3 separate regions of the Mus musculus genome follow, and regions 2 and 3 are each linked to region 1. A link is a contact called in public HiChIP or PLAC-seq and promoter capture Hi-C data. All regions are on one chromosome and are shown on one strand. The core of a region is the stretch at or near the end of the contact, and the rest is flanking DNA. Distances in the headings are between cores, read along the strand shown.

Region 1 (4,414 bases), core at 1,152-3,651:
TGCATGGATTCCTTGTGGCTTTCTGTCTTTCGCTAGCTTCACCAGTTTCTGTTCCTTGTGGGATGCTGCTCTAGGGATACTCAGGGGGTCCTTGCTCTCCTTCCCTCCCTGCCTCATCACTCCCCCAGGCAGGCCCTGCAAACCTCATCCTTTCCCAGGCCCTAAATGGGTGGCCTTGCCCTGAGAGCTGGTCCTCCAGCGAGGCCCTGTCAGCAGTGTTAGGCTCCTGCACGGGAAGGTGTGTACCTGTGGTGTTTGGGCTGCTCTAGGAGTGTGCAAGAGAGGATGCAGAAAACCTAGGGCAGTGTGCTTTAAGTCAAGTCTGGTCACGTGGTAGGGAGCAGGCATTGCATGTTAGCTGTGGGGATCCTCAGAAGTGGGAGAGAGAATGGGTAGAAGCTTCCATCTTTTTTCCCTGGGTGGGGGTGGCGATCTTCCCTCTTGAAGATCCTTGTGTTATTTCATAGCCTCCTGAGTCCTGTAGCGGGTTGCTCTGTATCCCGATTCTTAGGAGACTCTAAAGGAAGAGAGAAACATGTCGGACACAGCAGCGACGCCTAGGAGAACAGAGTACAGTGCCCCAGCCTATCTGGCTCCTTCCTGTGAGCTGGATAGGGAGGGCTGGTGTCCCCCCATCCCCCCATCGTCTTCCTAGATGCCATTACCAAGAAAGAGACCTTTGCCATAGCCACCTCATGCAGGCTCAGGCAGTAAATCCTATTCCTCCCAGGGAGGCGTGGCAGCACCTCATAGGCTGCGTTGGGAGCATGCTTTTCACAGCAGCAGATTTTCTGCTCTTAGTGCAGCGATATGGGGAGGCTTTTCCTCTTTGTCTACCATCAGAGGCTGAGGTATTGCTCAGCCATGTGAAGTAGCTCTGGCTGGGATGAGGAAGTAGACTACAGTTCCCCAGCTCCCTGAGGGATGCTCTCAGCAGGTGCCCTTGGTCAGACCCTACCACAGCCTGAACAGGCAGCCACGCTGGTCCTTGCCCTTGCTCGGCACTCCATGGTGGTCCTGCCCTTCTCCCTGCATGCCTGTGGGTCTGCTCTGGTATGTGAAGGTTGGTGGGCTAACTGTGTGCCTACTGAACCTGGCAAATAAACGTCACCCTGCAAAGCCTCTGGCCACCCTCTTGCCTTTGCTTCCTCTGTCCTCTTGGGGAGGAGCCTATGGAAGGCAGTGCGGGAGGGACGAGGCTGTGGGACGATCAGTTTTTGGGTAGCGGTTGATGCTTAGTGTGTTGCTTGGAGTGAGAGTGGAGGTCACCTTCTCCAGTGTCTACCTGGATGATGTTGATGGGACTCCTCTGGACGCTAAAAATCCCACGAGAGTGGTGTGTTTCAGCTAAAAACTATCCCGAGCTGAGCGCCGAAGGGCTGACGCTTTTCCGATTCTTGTTGACAAAGAGCCTTTGTCTTAACTTGGACTTAGAGGTGGAATCTACTCAGGGCCAACCACTATAGGAAGTGACCTTGCGCGTGGGCACAGTGGGGAGAGGGTGGGATTGCACAACAGTTCTGTGCTTCTTGATGCCTACTTCCTGTGAATACCTGTGCTTTCCACTTAGACCAAAAAGATTTCATTCTGTCTTCCCCGGCTGGAGCAGACCTACTTTATAAAGTTATGTATGCTTCTTCTGAGGGAGTAATACTGCTAACGATACCGTAAAAATCGCTAAGGAGCCTCGCTTCAACTCAAGATGGCCTTTCTCAGGGAGGACCTTAAATTATCTGATGTGGGAATAATAAAGAGGGTTTGTTATTTCCTGGTCTTTGAAGCATCTGTACCTCCAAAATCACCATCCTACAGTCTCAGGTATGAGGCATTCTGGGAGGAAAGGGCTAAATTACTAGCTCCAGTGTCTACCTAATCTCAAAGGTTATTAGGTCATATTTGAATAAAGCCAGGACTAGTGTAGTGGTTCGAAGGGCTAGGACTTAATGTGTCCACCTTTCCAAGATGATCCATAGTAGAAGGTTTAGAAAGTGGGGAGCCCTCTTTCTGTTTGGGAACTGTGGGCTGCCAGCGTATGGCCTATTACTTTCCATAGCCATGGTACCATCATCCCCTTTTCTTGGCATTCCAGTCTATTTGACTGCCCTGAAGTGCAGCAAGAAGGGGTCTGGTTCACTTCGCACCGGCTCTAGCTTGAGACAATACCCGGCTTAGCAGGGATAGGGGTCAGACTGTAGTTTCACTGTTTTACGCCACAGGGGATCGCAGGGTTTTGCGGTAGAAACAGGGACCCACTCCCAGGAGACCCGAAGGAGCTAAATCCCAGGATTCCGCACGGCTGGCGGGCTGCTTATCACAGCCCTCCAGCGCCCCGCCCCGAAGTTTGTCCAATCAGAGGGAAGCACTCAGGCGTGGGTTTGTTATTCCTTCCGGTTCACTACCGGAAGTCGTGCGGTGGAGCGAAATTTGAAGGAACCGGAGCGGTGGCCGGTTCGGCCACCAAACTGTGTCTGTCGCTGGCAGCTGGTTCCCTGGGCTGCTTGAGTCGAGCCATCATGCCTATCCGCGCTCTGTGCACTATCTGCTCCGACTTCTTCGATCACTCCCGTGACGTGGCTGCCATCCACTGTGGCCACACTTTTCATCTGCAATGGTGAGTGACGGCGGTGTAGGGCCCCGTGCGTGTCCTAGAACCACTTAGACGCTATGGGGGTGTCGGGCCTAGAGACAATCCCTCCTCCGAACTAAGACAAGTGACGACGACATTAGAGGAGCCTCACGGAAGCTTTCCAACCTGGGCCGAAGTGGGCCAGGTGGAAGTGATACCGGTAGCCCACGGTGAAAGAGTGCTTCTTTATTGCGCTAAGAAATGACTTCAAAACTATTAGTTTGAGCGAAGATGAGCTTTTACTGCACTAACGAGCTATTGTATTTTATTTGAGAGTCAAGAGACAGACCAACAGCCGGGCGGTGGTGGCGCAAGCCTTTAATCCCAGCACTTGGGAGGCAGAGGCAGGCGGATTTCTGAGTTCGAGGCCAGCCTGGTCTACAGAGTGAATTCCAGGACAGCCAGGGCTATACAGAGAAACCCTGTCTCGCAAAACAAAACAAAAAAAGAAACAGACCAATTTATGCTGATAGGTTTCTGGCAATCTTTAAGGGTCTGTCGTTTGCTGGAATGCTTTGGATTGTTTCTATCCAGAAACACCTCGTTGATCAGACACTCCAGTACACCTGGCTTAACTTGGAATGGCAAGGAAGTGTGTTCCTGTCGTCGAGGGGTCCTGATGTTCAGTTGTCTTGTGGGTGACGAAAGAGTCCCTTTGCAACTGAGCAGGCTGATCCAAAGCTCCCAACCAAAGAGAAAATAAGGTAGAAGAGAGGTCTCCTTTGGGAGACTGGGAGGTTTTTGAGGGGCAATAGGGCCCACAAAGCAGGAAGTGGTGTGAACACTTCTGGGTGTCTCCCATTTGCAAAGCTTTGTTTAAAACCGACCTTAGAGTCTGTTGTGTTGCATATCCCAGTACAGGCTGGGGAGGAGGGACAGTGTGGAGACTGAATGATTGGGAGTTTTAAGGTTAGTCTCAGCTACATAAGTAAGGCAAAAGTCAGCCTGAATTTTCCCAGACCTTGTGTCAAAAAGACAAACAAACAAAACCACATAATACAGTGTTGTGTGGCCTGAGCTCCATTCCTAAGGAGCCATTGTGTAGTTAGGTTAGAAGTAACCCCGCCACTAAAGCTACTTTGTATCACCTGCTCTCTCCCTAAGCTTTCACCTTGGACTTTCCTGTGTAATTATGTTTTAGGTCTGTTTCTTGAAATCATATTTGGCTTTAAAAATTTGGTACTAAACTGAACCTTTTTAAGCCTTAAGTGTGAGCTTACTGATGAAATTTGTCATATTCAGTATTTTCTATCTTGTTCCACCTGTTGGATTTTGTGGGGGTTTTCTTGTCTTTTTGTTTGCTGTTTTCAAGAAAGTGTTTCTCTGTGTAGCCCTGGCTGTGCTGGAACTCACTCTGTAGACCAGGCTGGCCTCGAACTCAAGCTAGATCTGCTCACCACTGTCTCCCAAATTTTGGGATTAAAGGTGTGCGCCACCACACCCACACCTAGCTGATTTTTTTAATCTTATTTTTATTTTAAATTATGTGTTCTATGTGTATGTCTTTGTGTGGCTATGTGCATATGAGTATGGGTAACCTCAGAGGCCAGGGTCATCTGATCCCCGTGGGGCTGGAGCTAGACAGTCGTGAGTCACCTGATAAGAGTGCTGGGAACTGAACTCAGGACAGCCGCAGGAGCAGTACCAACACCTACTCTCAACCAGTAAGCTGTCATCTCTCCAGCCTTTTAAAACAGACAAACAAACAGGCCTTGCTGTGTAGAGCTCAGGCTGACTGAATTTCTGGTTCTGTTTCTTCTGCCTCCTAGAGCTCAGATTGCAGGTATA
Region 2 (4,414 bases), core at 802-3,301, 740 kb after region 1:
AGATGGATGGTTAGGCTGTGCTGAATCTGTTTAACAGGTCAGGAAAACCAGACTGTTTCTGACAGAGGCCAATAGGGTTTCAGTGTACCGGGAGACCCTGTCCACACCCAACTCTGTCAACAACCTTTCTCTTCTCTATTTTGTAATTGAGGTCAGAGTCCTAACTCTTCATTTGCCTGTGCCCCATTTAAAACATGTAAGACATGATAATGTGGGAAGACTGGAACTTGGAGTTGTGAATTTACCTTTCCACAAGCTTGGCTGTAGGGTTGCTTGCAGAGAGGCAATTCCCTTGGTAATATGGTGCAGTGGTGGGGGGGGTCACATCTAGGTTTTTTGGATTGTAATGGCAAGATTTGAATCCTGGAAAACTTTTAAGAGTTGGCTAGACTGGGCCGTGGTGGTGCACATCTAATCCCAGCACTCAGGAGACAGATCTCTGAGTTCAAGGTCAACCTGCTCTAAAAAGTGAGTTCCAGAACAGCCAGGACTACACAGAGAAATCCTGTTTTGAAAAACCAAACCAACAACCTCTCCCCTCCTCCCATACCCCCCCAAAAAGAGCCAGTCTGCTCAAGAGAAGACCCATCTCCACTGTGTTGCTTTGCTTTTTTGTTTTTGATTTGAGATAGTTTCATGTAACCCAGGCTAGACTTGAATTATGTAGCAGCTTTGAAAGAAATGATACATATTATGAGACTGAAGTCAGGAGAGCAGTTTCTGCTTCTTTTGTTGCTGAAATGTATCATTTGTTCCTTCTTCATTCATTCATTCATTCATTCAGTCTTCACAAGTATGCTGTCAGTGCCTCCAGCCAGCATGCTGGATACTGCTTCGCCGCCACTCAACATACATTCAGGGACACATAGCTGTTTGTAGTCTCAGGTCTACCTAGCTTACAGCCTGGACTGGCCCCTACATTGAGTACCTCAGTAAGGTGTTCCCCTGTCACCATACACAGCTCAGTTCCCAGCAGCCTGAGGTTTTGGGTTTGTGCCAGGCCTTTATGGGCGGTGCTAGTGGAGATCTTAATTAATACTGGTTAATTACCAGGTGGTGCTTAACAATCCCAATACCCTTCAGGTTCCCAAGCTCACGAGTTGCTGGCTGGTTCCGGCAGGGAGAGGGAGAACAGTATTCTCGCTGGCTCTTTGGCCAGCACCTAGGCTGGATATTCCAGAAAGGTCTGTAACTTCTTTTGTTCAAGTTTGGTGACAGGAGGAAACAAGTTGAGGAACAGCAGGTGCCTCTCTAGTTCACCTCTGCCCTCTTCCCAAAGGCAAAAGACAACACGGTCTGTGGTCTGCTCAACTTCACCAAGTAGTGTGGCCCAGGGTTGAGTGGGGAGGAAGGAGGACTCTAAGTCTAGGCCTGAAGACCAAGATGGAAGTGTCCAAAAGGAGGAACAAGCCCCGAGGTCTGTCCAGCTCCTGGCATTATTCTGCTTTCTTACTGCCCACAATCGGCTGAGCGAGCTCTTTCAGGGTTATTTCTCTGCTTGAGGCTCACAAGTGACTATCTCACTGAAACTTTTACTTCCTACAAAGCCTTCCCCCTTTGACATCTCACGACGTCATATTAGACTCCTTAGGACCTCAGGCAGTCAGGCACGCATCGTTCTACCTGTCAGTCAAGGTGGTTCTTCTGACTTGACTAGGTCTTTGTTCCTGTTGTACAGGACTTTCCTCCAGATCGTTCTCTGGGCAAACCTGCTCAGTACTTTAGGCTTAGCATTAATGTCGTTCCCTAGAGTAAGCCCTCTGGCCCTCCACTAGAGCAGGGGTCAAGGTGAGGTGGTCCTGTGTCACTTCAGTGACCCTGGCACTCCTTTAAGAGGCTCGCAGCATGCTCCGAAAGCATGAGTGAAAGGTTTTTGTGACCAGGCGAGACGCACTAACCAGCCCGCCTCGCAGCCGGGCCACTCTTTCCTCATCTCCGGGGCCTCCCGCACCTTGACCATGGGCTGCTCCGAGAGCGGGAGGCTCAGCGGCGCACGCGCACTCTGGGCCAGCTCCTGGCCGGGGACGCGCACGCCCGCGGCCGCGTGCGTCACAACCCGGGCGCCTGCCGCGCCCGTCCAGCTTGCCTGCCCGGCGGTCCCCGCGGCGGCGGCGGCGCGGCGGCGGCAGCGGCGGCGGCTGCGGCCGGGTGACAACAGCAGCGGCGCCAGGCTGGCTTGCTAGCGGAAGGGTCGCGCGGCCCGCACAACAAACTCAGACCCGGCCAGAATAAGGCGCGACGCGAGGAAGGCCGAGACGGGCCGCGCGGGAGACCGCGGGCGCGGAGTGACAGGCCGGCGTGAGGGAGCGCGCAGGTTGCAGCCGCCGGCCGCCCGGACCCGCCGGGCCCCTCGGACGTCGCAGGCATGAGCCACATCCAGATCCCCGCGGGGCTCACGGAGCTGCTGCAGGGCTACACCGTGGAGGTGCTTCGGCAGCAGCCGCCCGACCTCGTCGACTTCGCGGTGGAGTACTTCACACGCCTGCGCGAGGCCCGCCGCCAGGAATCAGACACGTTCATCGTCTCCCCGACGACCTTTCACACGCAGGAGTCCAGCGCAGTCCCCGTCATCGAGGAGGACGGGGAGAGTGACTCGGACTCGGAAGATGCCGATCTGGAAGGTAGGCGGGCGGGGCAAGGCCGAGGTGCGATGTGGGCACCGAGTGAAGGGTTCAGGGAGGGACCCGAGGGCCGACCAGGGGTGCCCTGGGCTCGGCTCCCGGCCTTACCCTGGGCCGAGACCCGAGAGCTCTCCAGCCCAGCTGCTTGGGTTCCCCGGCGTGTGAGCATTCCAAATTGAGCTCCGCGGTTCTCTGAGCCCGAGCGTTCACGGAGAGTGATTTGTCAGATTCTGCCTTGAATGAAGCGTGCGCGTTCTTTGGTCCGCGTGGTGGCGCGGAGCTTGAGTCGGTCCCGCCAGAAGCTGCTCTGCCTCTTTGCCTTAGACCCCATAGCCTGCTTGCTTTCCGAAGACAAGAGCACCAGCACCCGGCAGCTCGCCCCGAATAAACCGGATGATCATTTCATTTGCAAAGAATTCCGTTTTGGAAGAGTTATTGCTGAAAACTGTTGGAGACGAGGCCGATCGCCTTGATTAAGCAGGAACTCAGTAGGTAGTTCAAGCTGACCTCGAACTTGGGGTCAACTATCTACCTCTGCCTCAATGAAAACCTTATAAGCATACACATAAGAGGAACGATGAGCTGAGCCCCTCCCTAAATGCTGTCACTCACATTCAGTAGCTGAACCTCCTCCCCCAATACTGCCTGCCGCTCACATTCAACAGTTATCAATATTTTCACTATTGTTTTACCTATATATATATTTCCTCTCTCCCTTTGCTCAAGTATGTAAAGGAAATTTCAGTTATGCCATTTTATTCGTGTCCAGTTAATTATGCGTTCCTCCTTCTCTTCCTCCTCCTCCTCCTCCAAGTTTCGATATGGTTAAAACAATTGAATCAAACTGGCGAGCATAATCAATACCTCGATTCCAGTGTTGATTGCAGGGAAGTATACAAGTAACATTCTACTCATTTGATTTAAGTAAGACTGTCAAAGAGCAATTTTATTTCCTCGGTTGCTTCCACTTATGCTTTATTAACATAATAGAGTTAGCCTGCTTTAATTGTTTTAATTTTAATTAATCCCCCCCCCCTTTTTTTTGAGACAAAGTCTCACTGTGTAGCCTTGGATGATGTAGACCAAATTGGCTTTGACCTCATGAGATCTGCCTGCCTCTGCCTCCTGAGTAGTGCTGGGATTAAAAATGGGCAATCTATGCCCAACACCGGCAGATTTATTTTTCTTTATGTGTTTGTCTATCTGCCTCATGTATATGCATACTATATTAGGCAGCTCTCAGGCCAAAAGAGGATACAGATGGTTGAAAGCCACCATGTAGGTGCTGGGAATTAAAACAGCATTCCTTAGAAGAGCAGCCTGTGGCTTTAAGCACTGAGCCATCTCACTAGCCCTTTTATTTTCTGTTCCAGCGCTGAGCCTCCCTTCAGAGTATTAATGAGCGCAGGACTCCCACTTGGAATAATAAACTCTGGAGTTGGATGACAGCGATGGCTATCTTTTTGTCAGCTTTGCTGTGTTGCAAGGTTGTTTGCAGACTCCTGGCTCCTGCCTGCAAGTGTTCTTCCCTCTTTAACTTTTCTTTGGTTGCCTTCTGCTTTTGGTTGGATTTTGTACTTGCAACTGTTCCTTATTTGGCTATGCTACATTGTATCAGCGGTTAGTGGTCATTTGGAGGTTTCTACTTTGTGGGTAGAGGGAATGTGCTGCTCTAGACTCTGGGACAGGGTTACTTTGTAGGTGTGTGTTTCCATTATTCTTGAATCTATACCCAGAAATACTAAGCCCTCCCTCCCCCTTTTTTTTCCTTATAGATAGGGTTTGAGAACTGA
Region 3 (4,414 bases), core at 1,100-3,599, 540 kb after region 1:
GAAGTGCTAATGGGTGCCCAAAAAGAAAACTTCAACCGCCAACATTTGGCCAACCAGCAGGCACTGGGACGGCTCTCTGCACATGCCCACACCCTGAGCCTGACGGGCATAAATGAGTTGGTGAGGTGCAAGTATGGAGAGGGACAGGTGGGTGTGGGTGTTCTTCCCACAGGACCTTGATTTGTTTTGTGCCTGGCAGGTGTGTGGGGCACCAGGGGACGCACCCTGTGCCACCAGCCCTTGTGGGGGTGCCGGATGTCGGGATGAAGATGGGCAGCCCCGTTGTGGTGGCCTCGGTTGCAGTGGGGCAGCAGCCACGGCAGATCTAGCGCTGGGCCGGGCTCGGCACACGCAGGCAGAGCTGCAGCGGGCACTGGTAGAAGGTGGCGGCATCCTCAGCCGGGTGTCTGAGACTCGTCGGCAGGCAGAAGAGGCACAGCAGCGAGCACAGGCAGCCCTGGACAAGGCTAATGCTTCCAGGGGCCAGGTGGAACAGGCCAATCAGGAGCTTCGAGAACTTATCCAGAATGTGAAAGACTTCCTCAGCCGTGAGCCTCCCATGTGGCCCAGGCCATGTGCTTGCTTCCCTTGTGTCTGTGTGTACTTGAGTCTCGGTGTCTGCAATGGACATGTGTTTATAACCCTATGTCTGGCCCTGAGTCCCTGTCCAGTCAATGTCCCTAAGTCTGTGTCCCTTATATAGTCCCTGTTCCTTGGTTACATCCTTATGCCTGTTAGCAAACTCCTATTGCATGTGCAGTCTGAGACCCCAGAATACCAAGATTGTGTTCCCAAGGTCATGCAGGAGAGACTGTTAAGCCCTTGCCTGTGTCTCCATAGAGGAGGGAGCCGATCCTGACAGTATTGAAATGGTAGCGACTCGGGTGCTAGACATCTCCATCCCGGCCTCACCCGAGCAGATCCAGCGCCTAGCCAGTGAGATTGCAGAACGCGTCCGAAGCCTGGCCGACGTGGACACAATCCTGGCCCATACCATGGGCGACGTGCGTCGGGCTGAACAGCTACTGCAAGATGCGCACCGGGCACGGTCTGACCCCCAAGCCTGGTCCCCATTCCTGAAACCTGGTCCTGATACCTGTAGACCCTGATCTCCCCTCTTCCTCAGGAGCCGGGCCGAGGGTGAGAGACAGAAGGCAGAGACAGTCCAAGCGGCACTGGAGGAGGCTCAGAGGGCACAAGGAGCTGCTCAGGGTGCCATCTGGGGAGCAGTGGTTGACACACAAAACACAGAGCAGACCCTGCAGCGGGTATGACTTCCTTAGGACGAGGTGATGGGCATGTACTAAGGATCTGGCTTGCTTTGTCTGGGACAGGGAGGTCTTACTGTGTAGCCCTGGGCAGCCTGGAAGTTACAGAGATCAACTTGCTTCTCCTTCTCAGTTGCTGGTACTAAAGGTGGATTTGTTAAACCTGGGCCTTTCTGTGGCAGGTCCAGGAGAGGATGGCAGGTGCAGAGAAGTCTCTGAACTCTGCCGGTGAGCGGGCTCGGCAATTAGACGCCCTCCTGGAGGCCCTGAAACTGAAACGGGCAGGAAATAGCCTGGCAGCATCTACAGCGGAAGAAACAGCAGGCAGTGCCCAGAGCCGTGCCAGGGAGGCTGAGAAAGTGGGTTGGGCGAAGCCCTCTGGATGGGGTAGGGGTATTATAGTTAGAATTCCACTGAATTAGTATACCGACCCTGCCTCTTACATCTGCAGCAACTACGGGAACAAGTAGGTGACCAATACCAAACAGTGAGGGCGTTGGCAGAGCGGAAGGCTGAAGGTGTTCTGGCTGCACAAGCCAGGGCAGAACAACTGCGGGATGAGGCTCGGGACCTGTTGCAGGCCGCTCAGGATAAGCTGCAGCGGCTACAGGGTGAGGACCATGGTGGGCGGGAGCTAGAAAGGTGGGCTTGCGTGAGAAAAGACTTGAACTATTTCTTGACCCTTCTAGAGCTGGAGGGCACATATGAGGAGAACGAGCGTGCACTGGAGGGCAAAGCGGCCCAGCTGGATGGGCTGGAAGCCAGGATGCGCAGTGTGCTCCAGGCCATCAACTTGCAGGTCCAGATCTACAACACCTGCCAGTGACCACTCCCTAGGGCCTAGCCTTGTCGCCAAGCACTGTTCTGCACACGATCGTCCGCACATTAAAGAGCTCCTGGCTAGCAAGAGCTTTCAATAAACCTGTGTGAACCTCCTCTGTGTTGTCTGGCCTTTGATGGGAGGGGCGGAGGACCTTTATACACGCCATCAGCTGTAGGCTACCAGCAGAGGCCGAGCACCGGAACCCCTCCTCTTCCTTTCCCGCCCTCCCCAAAGCTGCCCTTCACCAAGAGCTCCCACTCTTGCCGGAAGTGCGTCATCAGCTCGGCACCCCGCCTCCCGTAGCCGTAGCTAGAAGTCGAAACAAAACAAGCGGCTGAAGCAGCGGCGAAGGCGGCGGTGGCGGAGGAGCCGGGACGGGGGAGGGGCGCGCCGGAACCGGAACCGACCCGACGCCGGAACCGGAATCGAGAGCGTGTTGCCAGGGCCCGAAGAGGGCTGGTGGCGGCGGTCTCGCTCGGTGAGTGGTGTGGGCCTCAAGTCGCCGGTTTGGCCGCAGCGGGGGAAGGCCGCAAGGTTGGCCCGGGGCGGGCCTGTTCAAGGTCACGGGCCGTGCCAGCCCCGACATCTCGAGCCTCGCGGCGTGCTCGGCCTACCGATGCCGACCGAGCCGTTATGCTACCCCTGTGGCCGGCCTCTCTGTTTTTAAGAGGATTAGCGGCGAGCGAGGGTGGCTTCCTGGAGGAGGTGGTGGCAGGCCTGGGATTCGGAGGCTGGAGGAGGGCAGCATCCTAGCCGGGGCGTTGGTCTGCGTTCAGTAACTCTGCGCAGCTTCTCTAACCAGCTGGGATCTCCGGATAGTTTCTCTGCCGCTTCGACGGCTTTCAGAGCATGGGGGAGGGATTCCGGCTGTGAATCGGGCCTCGGTGTAAGGAGGAAACGGCGGGTGCTCTGCCCAGAGGCCTGGACGGACTGTCACTAAAGATTCCGCTCATCACTCTTATCGTCCAAGGGTATTTTTATCACCCCACTCTCCCCTAAGGGAACACAGGCTACAGTTCAATCTCCTTCGTCTCGCAAGCCGGGCTTGAGGCTGCCAGGGCTAGTACTAGGTCTACGTTCCATCTCCACCCTCACTAGTTTTGAGAACTTCACTTTGGATGGAGGGAGCCCGAATCCACACACAGGTGGGAAACAGATCAGGCCTCCGTGGCTCAGAGCTGATGATGAAGGAAGGAACCTGGAGACAGGGGTGATGTCTGTTTCGTTGTTAAGCCTATCACCGTGTCTTAAAACTGGAGTCCACTCCTCATTTTTTTTTTTTTCGAGACAGGGTTTCTCTGTGTAGCCCTGGCTGTCCTGGAACTCACTCTGTAGACCAGGCTGGCCTCGAACTCAGAAAATCCGCCTGCCTCTGCCTCCCAAGTGCTGGGATTAAAGGCGTGCGCCACCACCACCCGCCTCCACTCCTAATCTTTAAGGCTGAGGAGAGAGAGATCGATCCTTCTTTAGGTGGAAACAAAAGATCAAGTTTCAGGAGCTGGTTTATGGCAAAAAATAGGAGCCGGCAGGAAGCAGACTAGATGCTTTAGTACCAGAGCCTTTCTGGTTAGTGGCAGCACCTGGGGCCGTTTTCAGCTTCAGAGTCTGCCCTTCTGCTGCTCTGACTATTCCTTGGTCTCCCTCTCTGCTGCCTGACTCCTTCACTCTCTACTTGTCTGGCGGTGACTAAGCAGCCGGCGAGAGTGAAGGAAGCAGAGCAGGCTGCTCAGAGTGCAGACCTGTGGGTTGGAGCCATGGCTCTCATCCAGAGGATGATCCTGGTCCCAGGCCACAACTGCCTTGACCTAGCACTTCCTCAGTGCAGCCTTCCAGCGTTGTGGGTTTCTGTAGATACCCAGGAGGCGTGGCCTGAAGCACTTGCCACTGCTTGAATTATTTATTTCCTCACAGGGTAGCCTCACAGTGCGCATGGCTGCCTCAGCTGGTGAGAATCCTGCCCATTAGGGTTCAGAGAGGCCTGCGTTGCTCAGCCCTTGTAGGCAGGGAGCAGATCACTTGGCCTTGGCAGTGACTCGTGGTCTATTTTCATTAGGCTCTTGGTTCTTTGCTGAAGAATTTGGCCACAAAGAGTTGCCAAGATAGCTGGGCCGGGAAGAAAGCGCCGCAGCCCTGACCCAGACGCTGTTGCCGACTCTGGGCCACTCTGGCTGGCTACCAAGCGGCTCAAGATGTCTGCAGGGGCCAGTGCTACAGGGCCCAGGAGGGGGCCGCCAGGACTGGAAGAGGCCACTAGTAAGAAGAAACAGAAGGATCGAGCAAACCTGGAAAGTAAAGATGGAGATGCTAGGAGAGGTAGGAGGGG

The links. HiChIP or PLAC-seq counts read pairs in DNA pulled down with a chosen protein or histone mark. Capture Hi-C pulls out chosen DNA fragments and counts their contacts.
Region 2: a contact with region 1 is called in an H3K27ac HiChIP or PLAC-seq map of microglia, with 6 times the contacts expected there. The contact joins the promoter of Prkar2a here to the promoter of Traip in region 1. A contact is called at or near these places in 1 of 39 promoter capture datasets (neural stem cells) and 1 of 115 datasets of contacts at active chromatin or transcription factors (microglia).
Region 3: a contact with region 1 is called in a promoter capture Hi-C map of liver, with 2.1 times the contacts expected there. The contact joins the promoter of Usp19 here to the promoter of Traip in region 1. A contact is called at or near these places in 3 of 39 promoter capture datasets (the SN4741 cell line, erythroid cells and pre-B cells), 1 of 115 datasets of contacts at active chromatin or transcription factors (double positive thymocytes) and 1 of 9 other capture datasets (liver).

Annotation. Positions count from the first base shown.
Region 1 is chr9:107,948,562-107,952,975 of GRCm38.p6, forward strand. Traip (TRAF-interacting protein) reads left to right here and starts at 2,402. Exons shown (of 15, transcript NM_011634.3): 1 at 2,402-2,611. The coding sequence starts at 2,514. It overlaps Camkv (CaM kinase-like vesicle-associated), which reads left to right. Exons shown (of 11, transcript NM_145621.2): 11 at 1-1,130.
Region 2 is chr9:108,690,092-108,694,505 of GRCm38.p6, forward strand. Prkar2a (protein kinase, cAMP dependent regulatory, type II alpha) reads left to right here and starts at 2,052. Exons shown (of 11, transcript NM_008924.3): 1 at 2,052-2,621. The coding sequence starts at 2,366.
Region 3 is chr9:108,488,327-108,492,740 of GRCm38.p6, forward strand. Usp19 (ubiquitin specific peptidase 19) reads left to right here and starts at 2,350. Exons shown (of 27, transcript NM_027804.4): 1 at 2,350-2,569; 2 at 4,145-4,404. The coding sequence starts at 4,281. It overlaps Lamb2 (laminin, beta 2), which reads left to right. Exons shown (of 33, transcript NM_008483.3): 27 at 1-120; 28 at 200-548; 29 at 841-1,048; 30 at 1,127-1,268; 31 at 1,451-1,627; 32 at 1,720-1,879; 33 at 1,958-2,204. The coding sequence ends at 2,094.